2 separate regions of the Salmo salar genome follow, and region 2 is linked to region 1. Evidence: chromatin contacts called from public Hi-C data. All regions are on one chromosome and are shown on one strand. Each heading gives the region's core, a stretch centred on a gene start, on an enhancer-like site or on the middle of the called end of the contact. The rest is flanking DNA. Distances are from core to core; before and after follow the strand shown. Region 1 holds the start of slc66a1 (solute carrier family 66 member 1). Region 2 holds the start of csde1 (cold shock domain containing E1, RNA-binding).

Region 1 (4,518 bases), core at 1,742-4,241:
TCTAAATATAACGAGAAAGAAAAAGATCCATGCAAAACTTTCACAGGTAGGTTTGCCTCCACTTTAAAAATGATCTGTCCATCCAGTACTCGTTCACTTCCTTACCAACCCCCCCACTCCCCTTTTTAAGACTCACATTAGTGTGCATCTGTGGCAGTCTGGAGCAGAGGTAGAGCACTGAGGATATGGAGCCAATGGTAAACCCAATGATCTCCTTGGTGCTGAAAGCCTGGACACAAAGACAAAGCATCTGCATGTCACTCAGACAGATAAAAGGTTGGCCAGGGGCCGGAATAAAATCAACAAATCAATTATATTAACATGCACTGATTACACAAAACCCATATTTTACCTTAACACTGTCCACAGTGGTTGACAGCAAGGCCCGCCCCTTAAACCCAGAGAGGACCACATCCTGTTGGGACCCTGACCCAGGTAAGGCAACGAGGCTGGCAGAGAAGCCCAGTATATAGACTACTCCAACTACATTTAGAACCGACCTGTCTGGGTAAAGGAAAAATAAAGCTATTAGTTGTCAATATTGGTAGATGCCGCCTCAGCAAAGTCATCCAACAAAGGGTCACGGTGACAACAATTAAGAAACGAAATAAGAAAAGGTGGTGGTGATGCAAAGTATTGCTGACATCACGAGTAGTATTGCTGACATCACACTAGTTTTGTATGATTCTTCCTCCTGTGTAATGAATGTCTGTTTCTCAACACTAATCCTGGGGACCCTCTGTGTATAGGCTACAGCAGTCTAACCTGACACCCGTCAGGTTCACTGAACTGTTAAATAACAACTGTATGTATAAAAAAAACCTTGCAGCATCCTGGAATGAACATTTGCGTCATGGGCAGAACATAGAACAATGTGGACAAGCCATACCTTGTTCTGTCATGCATGTGTTATACTGTATATTACAAACTGTGGTCCCAGTGGAACAGAGGCCTCAGTTAATAGTCAATGCGTGGAATGTACTCTGACCAATGGCCTTGATTTATTATTGACAAGACAAATCTCACAGCAGCTAATTTCATAGAGAGATCAAATACATTAACAGACAAAAACTCACTGTTATTCATCCTGTGCTTAGATAGGTAATAAAAGTATAATCCCAGCATCAATAAGTCAGCCAGGACATAATACACTGCTGTGTATGTCTGCATGAGAAGGGGGAGAGAGACATGTCAGTGCGGCGGACAAGGGGATATACTAGTTTAAATGCATATTATTACACTTTTTTGTAACATTAAAACATCTTTTCATTAGTATCTTGGGAGTTGACAATTTCAGTTTATCCCTCTATTTTCATGCTTGACAAACATTTATATGGTTATTTAAAGCATTTCAGAAATATTGACTGACCCCAAATAGCCATCACTTACCTGTAGTGGCAGCTGGTCAGCTAAGAATGAGCCTACAAGATTGCAGGAGTCACCCCCCAGCCACAGCAACAGAAACCAAATGGACAAGGCGCTGTCCATATTCCCACTCTTACAAGAGCTGTAGTATTGCCTGTATTCATGAACACAACAAAATAAGAAGACTAAAGGTGTTGTCCATACTTTGGAAATGGGCTGAAATAATGTATTCCCAATCAAGACTTACGGCAGAGAAGAAACCATGAAGCACACTATAGACAGTAGACCCAGGATGACACTGGCCATGTCCCTGGCGTCCTGGGCACATTCCCCCAGCCCTTCCCAAACCCATACCGATCCATTGGGGCATACAGAGCTGAAGTTTCCATCAGTGTTCCATCCAAAAGACCCCCGCTTGAGGACACCATCAGCTGACCCCATATTCAGGCTCATACTAAGCAGAGGGGAAAGGGTTAAACGAACAAGCTAAACAATATAGCTAGCTAAATAAACAACAAGTTGCCGCTTATTCTTTCTATTGACAAAACTTGTTTATAGCTCAGTCTCAAAATGTACTATCTGCTATGGAATTCAGAGTGAAGTCGGTTTGTACTGATAAAGACTTTTCAGCTGGGGACAAACATGTTGCTCGCTGAGTTTTTACAGCTGGCTCTGCTTCAAACGTCTTCCAGGACAACGGTTGTGGTCAAACATTTTTTTTAAGTATCTTACCTGATTCTCGGGCGGTTGTTGATGTGTCCAAGGAGGCACAATGCCTTTTTCAGACGTCTGTTTGCAAAGGTTAGGGAGAAAACTATTTAGCTCAACTGAACTGATTGGAATATGATCTCCAACGTCAGAGTAAAGGCGGAGTTAGGACGACAGATGAAGCCACACCATAAAGATCCGATTAAATTACGTATTCATTCTTCATTTTATGTGTAACAGTTCAATGTAGATATTATGTTTGTAGTATACCTCCGGTCAAAAACAAATCAACTACATTTTAAAAATGTCCAAATCACAGCATAAAATAATAATTTCGAACTAGTTAACCTGCGTTTGTGGGGGACGTTTCTGGAATTTAGGATGCATCTTGAAATAGACAGACACGATGAATATTGTCCTCAAGCTCCTGAAACTTGAAGTTACAGAACAGCGGTAAACTGTGTCCACATGTCACATGTTCGCATCAGATATCAACAGTCCTCGTTACTTAGCCTCATCGATCTGCGTGGCAATTCTGTCATTAGTGTGCAGCAAGCCTCCCTCCCCACGGTCTTCGAAGATCTACAGGCTTTACATTTTTTCATAAAGCTGTGAAAATTAAGATTTATCATGTACATCCGATGTTCGCTGCGGCCGCATATTTCTGCCTGAAACATGCACATTTCCCAGCTATTCTAACGATCGCACGCAAACGACTCGACAGGTAGCCAATTACTCCCATGAAATTGTGACAAATTTAGTGTATTTTGAACAGTATGGCTTACCTCAACACACAAGCTAAAAAAAAAACTGCTCGGCCTCAGCTCGCGGGAGTCTTCGATCTAAACACTGTTGTCAGCTGACCCTGCTCACCTGACTGATGACTCAGCAGAGAACTATGCTTATCCAGAGAAACTGTATATAATGACGAGATGGTGTAGTCTCCTCCCCAAAAATGGGAGTTGTTGTTCCAAAGGCGGGAGGTCTGCTTATCGGGGACATATTTTGACGGGAGCAAACCCTCTTGCTTCCTCTCTGCTCTGAAATCATGTCAGTTTATTCTACCAAATACCTTCCCTATGGCCTATTTTGGTCTGGGTTCAACTATGTCACAAACATGCATCTGACACTGATTTTTGTTTATTTATTTTACCCCCCCCTCCCTTTTCGATCTTTTCTCATCGCTGCAACTCCCCAACGGGAGAGGCGAAGGTGGAATCATGCCCGAAACATGACCCACCTAACCGCGCTCCTTAACACACGCCAGTTTAACCCGGAAACCAGCCGCACCAATGTGTCAGAAGAAACCTTCCCTTATGCACATTCCATGATAGAACGTTCTTAACACTTCCTACCGGCGTGGCAATTTCCGGTCAGTCTAGTTATTATCGACGATATAACGTTATTACCACTATGTCGCAGTTTTTTTACTAGGTGTTTTCAGGACTTGCCTCAAATTAATATTAATGATGTACATCAAATTGTTAAATCAGCCTCCGAGACTCCAGCTAACAAGAATGAAAAGGGGTTCAAGATGTATACCGTTATAGGAAGCTACATAGACAACTATGAAGGTGAGTACCAAGTCAGTGACAGATATAACGTTAGCTAGCTACAATCATTAGCTAGCTAATTTAACTATTAACTGTAGCTAGCAAGTTACTTCGTAAAATTATGTAACGTTGACAGAATCTACCCGAGAATGTGTGTATTTTCGTTAGCTTGGTTAAGTTATGCTTGCTAGGTATATTTGCTAGCTAAAAATAATTGTTATTCATGTCTTCTACACAGTATCTAACAAAGATACATTGACAGGGGAGATCACCGTGAGGGCTGCCTGTCACAGGTCCATGAGAGTAGGGAAAGGTTATAGATAGCTACTAGGGACCTTGTTAAACATCCCCTGTGAGACACCGTCATCATGGTCAAAATGTGTTGGAGACAGTGCCAACGTTTAATCTTATCAATAGATAGATATTAATGATGGGTCCCAATCCCAATTTAGAATTGCCCACTTAACAGGTTATTTGGTAAAGATCTGTTGCTGCAGTGTTTGGTAATTGTGTTACTGAGACACAATGTATTCCTGTATAGTTAAATGAGCCCCTATTTAAGAAGACTAGACACTACTATGTTTGTTATTCATGGGTCGCATCATTCTTGTTTCTCACTTCAGTCTTTCATCACACTTATCTTCACAGATGGTGTTGAAGCACTCCGTACCAGTGGTAGTGGTCCAAAGCCACTGCTCCAGTGTTGCACGAAGTGCTATGTGCAATCATCTGGTGGCCCTTCTTTACCAGACTCAACTAAACATTCCTGCTGCACCACCAGTTCACAGCTGCACAGACACAGAACAGTGTTGGCACAAGCCAAGAACACTTGTGAGTCTATCAATATCCATTAAAAAATGCACCTGAAAAGTATTCAGCCTATGTAACAGTA
Region 2 (4,382 bases), core at 499-2,998, 160 kb after region 1:
TTTAGGCAGAACTTTCTCGAGAAAGATTTTGGCTGTTTTGTTTAAACGTCAAATCTCACCTCCACCACACAACATGTATGTCGAGTACAGTCAAGCCCATTGTAAATCTCCATGGAAACAGATGATATTCCTAGCATTTCAGATAAACAGACCAAGGCCAACATAAATAACCGCAATAAAAATGTGGATTTAAAATCAGAGGGGTGGGGGGGGGGGGGTTGTATTAAGAATGTACGCATCTATGAAACTATTAATAAAGAAAAATGATTTTAAAAGATTTACAATGAGCTTGAACATACACCCAACTGACGAACAAACACCGACATTGAGGTGACAGGGACAAAAACAGAACCAAAAGTAAAATGGTGTTCCTTAACTGGATGAATATAACCATGCAGCACAGTAAAGGGAGAGGCGTGCGAGTCTGGCCCCACCTGGCCCGAGATGCGCTCCTCTGGAAGCACCTCTGGTTTGATCTTAAGCAGCTTCACTGCTATGGGCTTGCCAGTGCGCCTGTCTGAGGACACTTCAAACTCCACATCATCTGGAGGCAGAGGGGAAGAGAGAAGGAAGAAAACAGGTTGTGAGAAAATGTGTGTTCGACACCAAATGCTGACCGGACATTCATGGAGGTCAATCGACTTAAAAGCTACCCACATTAGCTTGAAGAGACCAAGACAGAAATCTGTTGTTACCAATTAGCCCCAAGGATTTTTTGAAGGAATTCTCATTTTTGGCCAGATGAACATTAGGTGGAGTTTCCCCAGACAGATTAATCCTAGTCTCAAGGAGAATTTCATTTGAAAGTGTTTTTTAGTCCAGGATTAATCTGTGTTTGGGAAACCATCCCTAAAAGCTTGTGTTGTTCAGCACAAGGCTGGTGGATGAGACTAGACTACTAAATGACTAGAAGCAGCACTGGACTCTCACCTCCTATCTTGAGCTCCTGCAGGTTGCCGTTGTACTGGGAGCAGTGAAAGAAGAGGCGCGCCTGCCGCTCCGAGCACTGGATGAACCCGTAGGAGGTGAGCAGCTTCTCCACCACTCCTGTCTCCCTGATGCCCGCCGCCGTGCCATTGGCAAAAGCCGTGTGCCCGTTGTTGTGGAGCATGCCAGGGTCAAAACTCATCTGAGCAGAACAAGACATTATTGAAAAAAAGAAAAATCTGACAAAATACAGCTCTGAACATTGAACGAGAGCAGATGTGACTTTATGAGTGGGATTGTGTAAATGCATATGATAGAACAATTCTCTTTCACAAATGAAACTCCCACACGTCAATAAGATCTAATTTACACACAATCCATTAAATTGTGTTTCCTGACTGATGGTTGAACCAAAAGTTTGGAGAGACTAACCAAAAGAGCTTTCTGGTGTTGTGACCATTTCTGTTCTGAATGTCAGTGAGCACAGTAGGCCAACCCCAGATGGTTTTTATGTTGATTCAGACCATTCACTACCAATAAAGGCCACACTGTATAGTTATTTCTAGTTGGCTCAAGAGAATCCTCCACTTCTATTCACTCAGTCACTATTGCAACTAAAATAAACAAGCACCCCTGGATTGACAAAGTTGGGAACATTATACATGCAAAAACAATTGTTATAGGACTTAATCTTTATCCAAACCTACTACAAAACCACTGCATCTCCCATTGACTAGCACAAGGCAACATGAACTGGGTGCTACAATATGACTTCACACAGAACCAAAAGTCCATTAAATGATCTCCCTCAAAGTAATCAAGAGCCACTGCAAAACAAACCATGCAGTTAGCTAACATCCCCCTGGCAGTCATTACCACTGTGGGTGCAACTGATGCGATGCCCACACAACATGCCCACTTACTGATCTCTGATACAGGGGGGTCCGCTTGTGTTTTTTGTGGGAGACAGAGAAGGAGCGGGGGATAGCCACCGCAGAGGTGGAAGGAGCAGTATTACGTGCCAAAGGGGGTTCGGAGTGCACCCTCTCCATATCCAACAATGGGGTCAGGACTGGGACACACTGTTGGGGGGGGGGTTAAAGGGTGATTGGGAGATTCAAATACTTGGCGCTGTGGTTTTGCTCATGAGTTTTCATTCCATTACACTGTAGCTTTCTAGGTCTTTGAAGTTTTCTTACACCAATTGTAAAAGTGAGGGGCAAGTAAAAAAACAGATTGATACTGACCGTGGGAAGCCTAATCCCATAAGAGAAACTCATAAATTAAGTTATTAGCAGAGACCTAGCATCTAGTATTATGGATGGAAATGTATGTGCCGTTTGGCTCTACAACACTAAAATGGGGGGGAATGTCCCTGCGAGGTTGTCTTTGAAACACCCTGCAATAATCAGCATAGCATGATCAGTAAAACGAAAATAAACATTTGCCATTCAACATCTGACGGAATAGAACAAAGCGTTGAGAAAGGTGGTCTTGTAACATTTTAAGTTATCGTTATTGCCTGAAATACTGTTAAAATAAGAGTTAACAGAATCAGAAAGTGCTGATGTGAAAGACAGGTTAGACAGAAGCATGTCTACACAGTAAGATGATAGTGGGTACATGAAGGGTCCCAGAGCAGCCTCATCTGTTAGGTCCCTTACTAGCATAGCATTAATGTCAAAAGTTGAAATTCCCAGTAGTTAGTAGATTGGATGGTCTGTCCTTAAAAGGGATGAATAATCCCATTTGCTGGTTCGATAACTAAGATTCCAGACTAAGCGACATTGAACGGCACCAGCCATCGGGGAAACAGTTTAAAATCAACTCGTCTTACAAACTAGCCTACCTTAGTTTTAAATGAGCTTATTTCAGTCTAGTTATTATTTGGGAAAGAATGTCAAACTGACATTGTCTAAATCGTTTTGTCAAGTTCCTACTGGGCACATTATTTTGAGCATTAACGTCACCTGAGGGGTATACTACAAAGCAGGATCAATGAGTTAACCAGCTGACTTGACAAAGCAGTGAAATTTGAAATGGGCATGGTATAATTGACTCAACCAAAAACACGTTTTGCTTTCGTAATAAACCAGAAACTCAATAGTAATTTCTTCACCTCTGCATCAGAATCCTGCTTTGTAGGTCACGTTTTTTTTTTTAAGTCACCCTTTATTCCCACTTCATGTTACATTACACTCCCATTGTTTTCCTTTGCCTGTACTAGATCACTAAACAAACTTCAGTTTGTTTATATTGCCTACATAAGACAGAAATTGCAGCACTAATCATATCCCACACCACTAATCTCAGGGGGCGTGGGGCATGGCACAAAGCATTTACAGCCTTAAATTGTGGTGGGTAAAAGCTAATTTGAAAGATATCCAAATCCCAACTAACCTTTAGACCACCCTGTAACTGCTTGACTGCACCTGAGCAGAGGCTAGTCTCTGAGCCCCGAGGAATGGAAAGGTAAGGCCAGTCAGAGCAGAGAGAGGCAGGGCAAGGTGGGTGAATGGGTGTTCGATGGGGGGGGAGACGGAGGGAGGTGGTGGGGAAGATGGAACTTACGGATCGGCCGTATGGTGACAGGCTGAGTCCGACGGGGGAGGTGCTGCTCAGGTCAGCGCTAATAAACGCGGCAGGTGGCGACGTGGGCAAGGTAAACTCAACAAAGCCTTTCCAGGGGCTGCCCATATTTTTCCATAAACTCAAGCCAAACTCCACCCCTTTGTTGTACTTGATAACTGGTTTGCTTGACTGCCTCGATTTGTTATTTTTTTCCTTTTTTGCTCAACCACCCAACCTCTGGATGTCTGCAAGGGTGAAAATGGGAAAGGGACAAAAATAAATAAACGGGGAGGCAAAAAGGTCAGCCAGTGAACAGTGTCACAATTAAGGGAAAGGGTCTGTGGGTGTGAGGAGACAAGGGAAAAGGCGGCTAGATATGACCAGCTAGAGGGGCAGGATAAAGAGGCAGAGGAAAGATTGCTAAACTTCAATAACGAAGTAGGCCTATGGCAGGGAAGACTGGCTCACTAAAAGCCTTTATCTGTGCTAAGTCTCTCTGCTAGAGTTGGAGGAATTAATTTCTCTTGTTACGTCAATTGGCCTAAAACAAGTTGAAGAATGATTCAGCCCTATCAAATAGATGCAGAAGTCAGTCATAATTTGAGGTACAGGATGGTTAGTCCAACTGCATCTGAAATTCAAGTCACTGAAGTAAATTAGGGGAGCCGTTGTGCATGTTGTCACCAAAAAAAGCAAGTTTATTTATTATATTAAAAAAACTACCATCTAGGTAAGGGGCAATATTCCCCGTCTTTGTTAAAATGGTAGCAGATGTGCACATGTACAAGAGCAGAATTGTTGGGACATTTGTTGGGTTACTTGTGTTCATTATCATAACAAATATATCTCCACATTCCTGCCCTATGACAGCACACCAGGGGACC

The links. A called contact is a pair of places that touch in the nucleus more often than the background predicts.
Region 2: a contact with region 1 is called in a Hi-C map of muscle, with 3 times the contacts expected there. The contact joins the promoter of csde1 here to the promoter of slc66a1 in region 1. A contact is called at or near these places in 2 of 3 Hi-C or Micro-C datasets (gill and muscle).

Annotation. Positions count from the first base shown.
Region 1 is chrssa15:79,973,966-79,978,483 of Ssal_v3.1, forward strand. It overlaps slc66a1 (solute carrier family 66 member 1), which reads right to left and starts at 2,992. Exons shown (of 9, transcript XR_001321045.2): 1 at 2,859-2,992; 2 at 2,098-2,154; 3 at 1,613-1,819; 4 at 1,390-1,519; 5 at 1,077-1,164; 6 at 353-504; 7 at 137-229; 8 at 1.
Region 2 is chrssa15:80,136,978-80,141,359 of Ssal_v3.1, forward strand. csde1 (cold shock domain containing E1, RNA-binding) reads right to left here and starts at 1,749. Exons shown (of 18, transcript NM_001173622.1): 1 at 931-1,749; 2 at 378-544. The coding sequence starts at 1,237.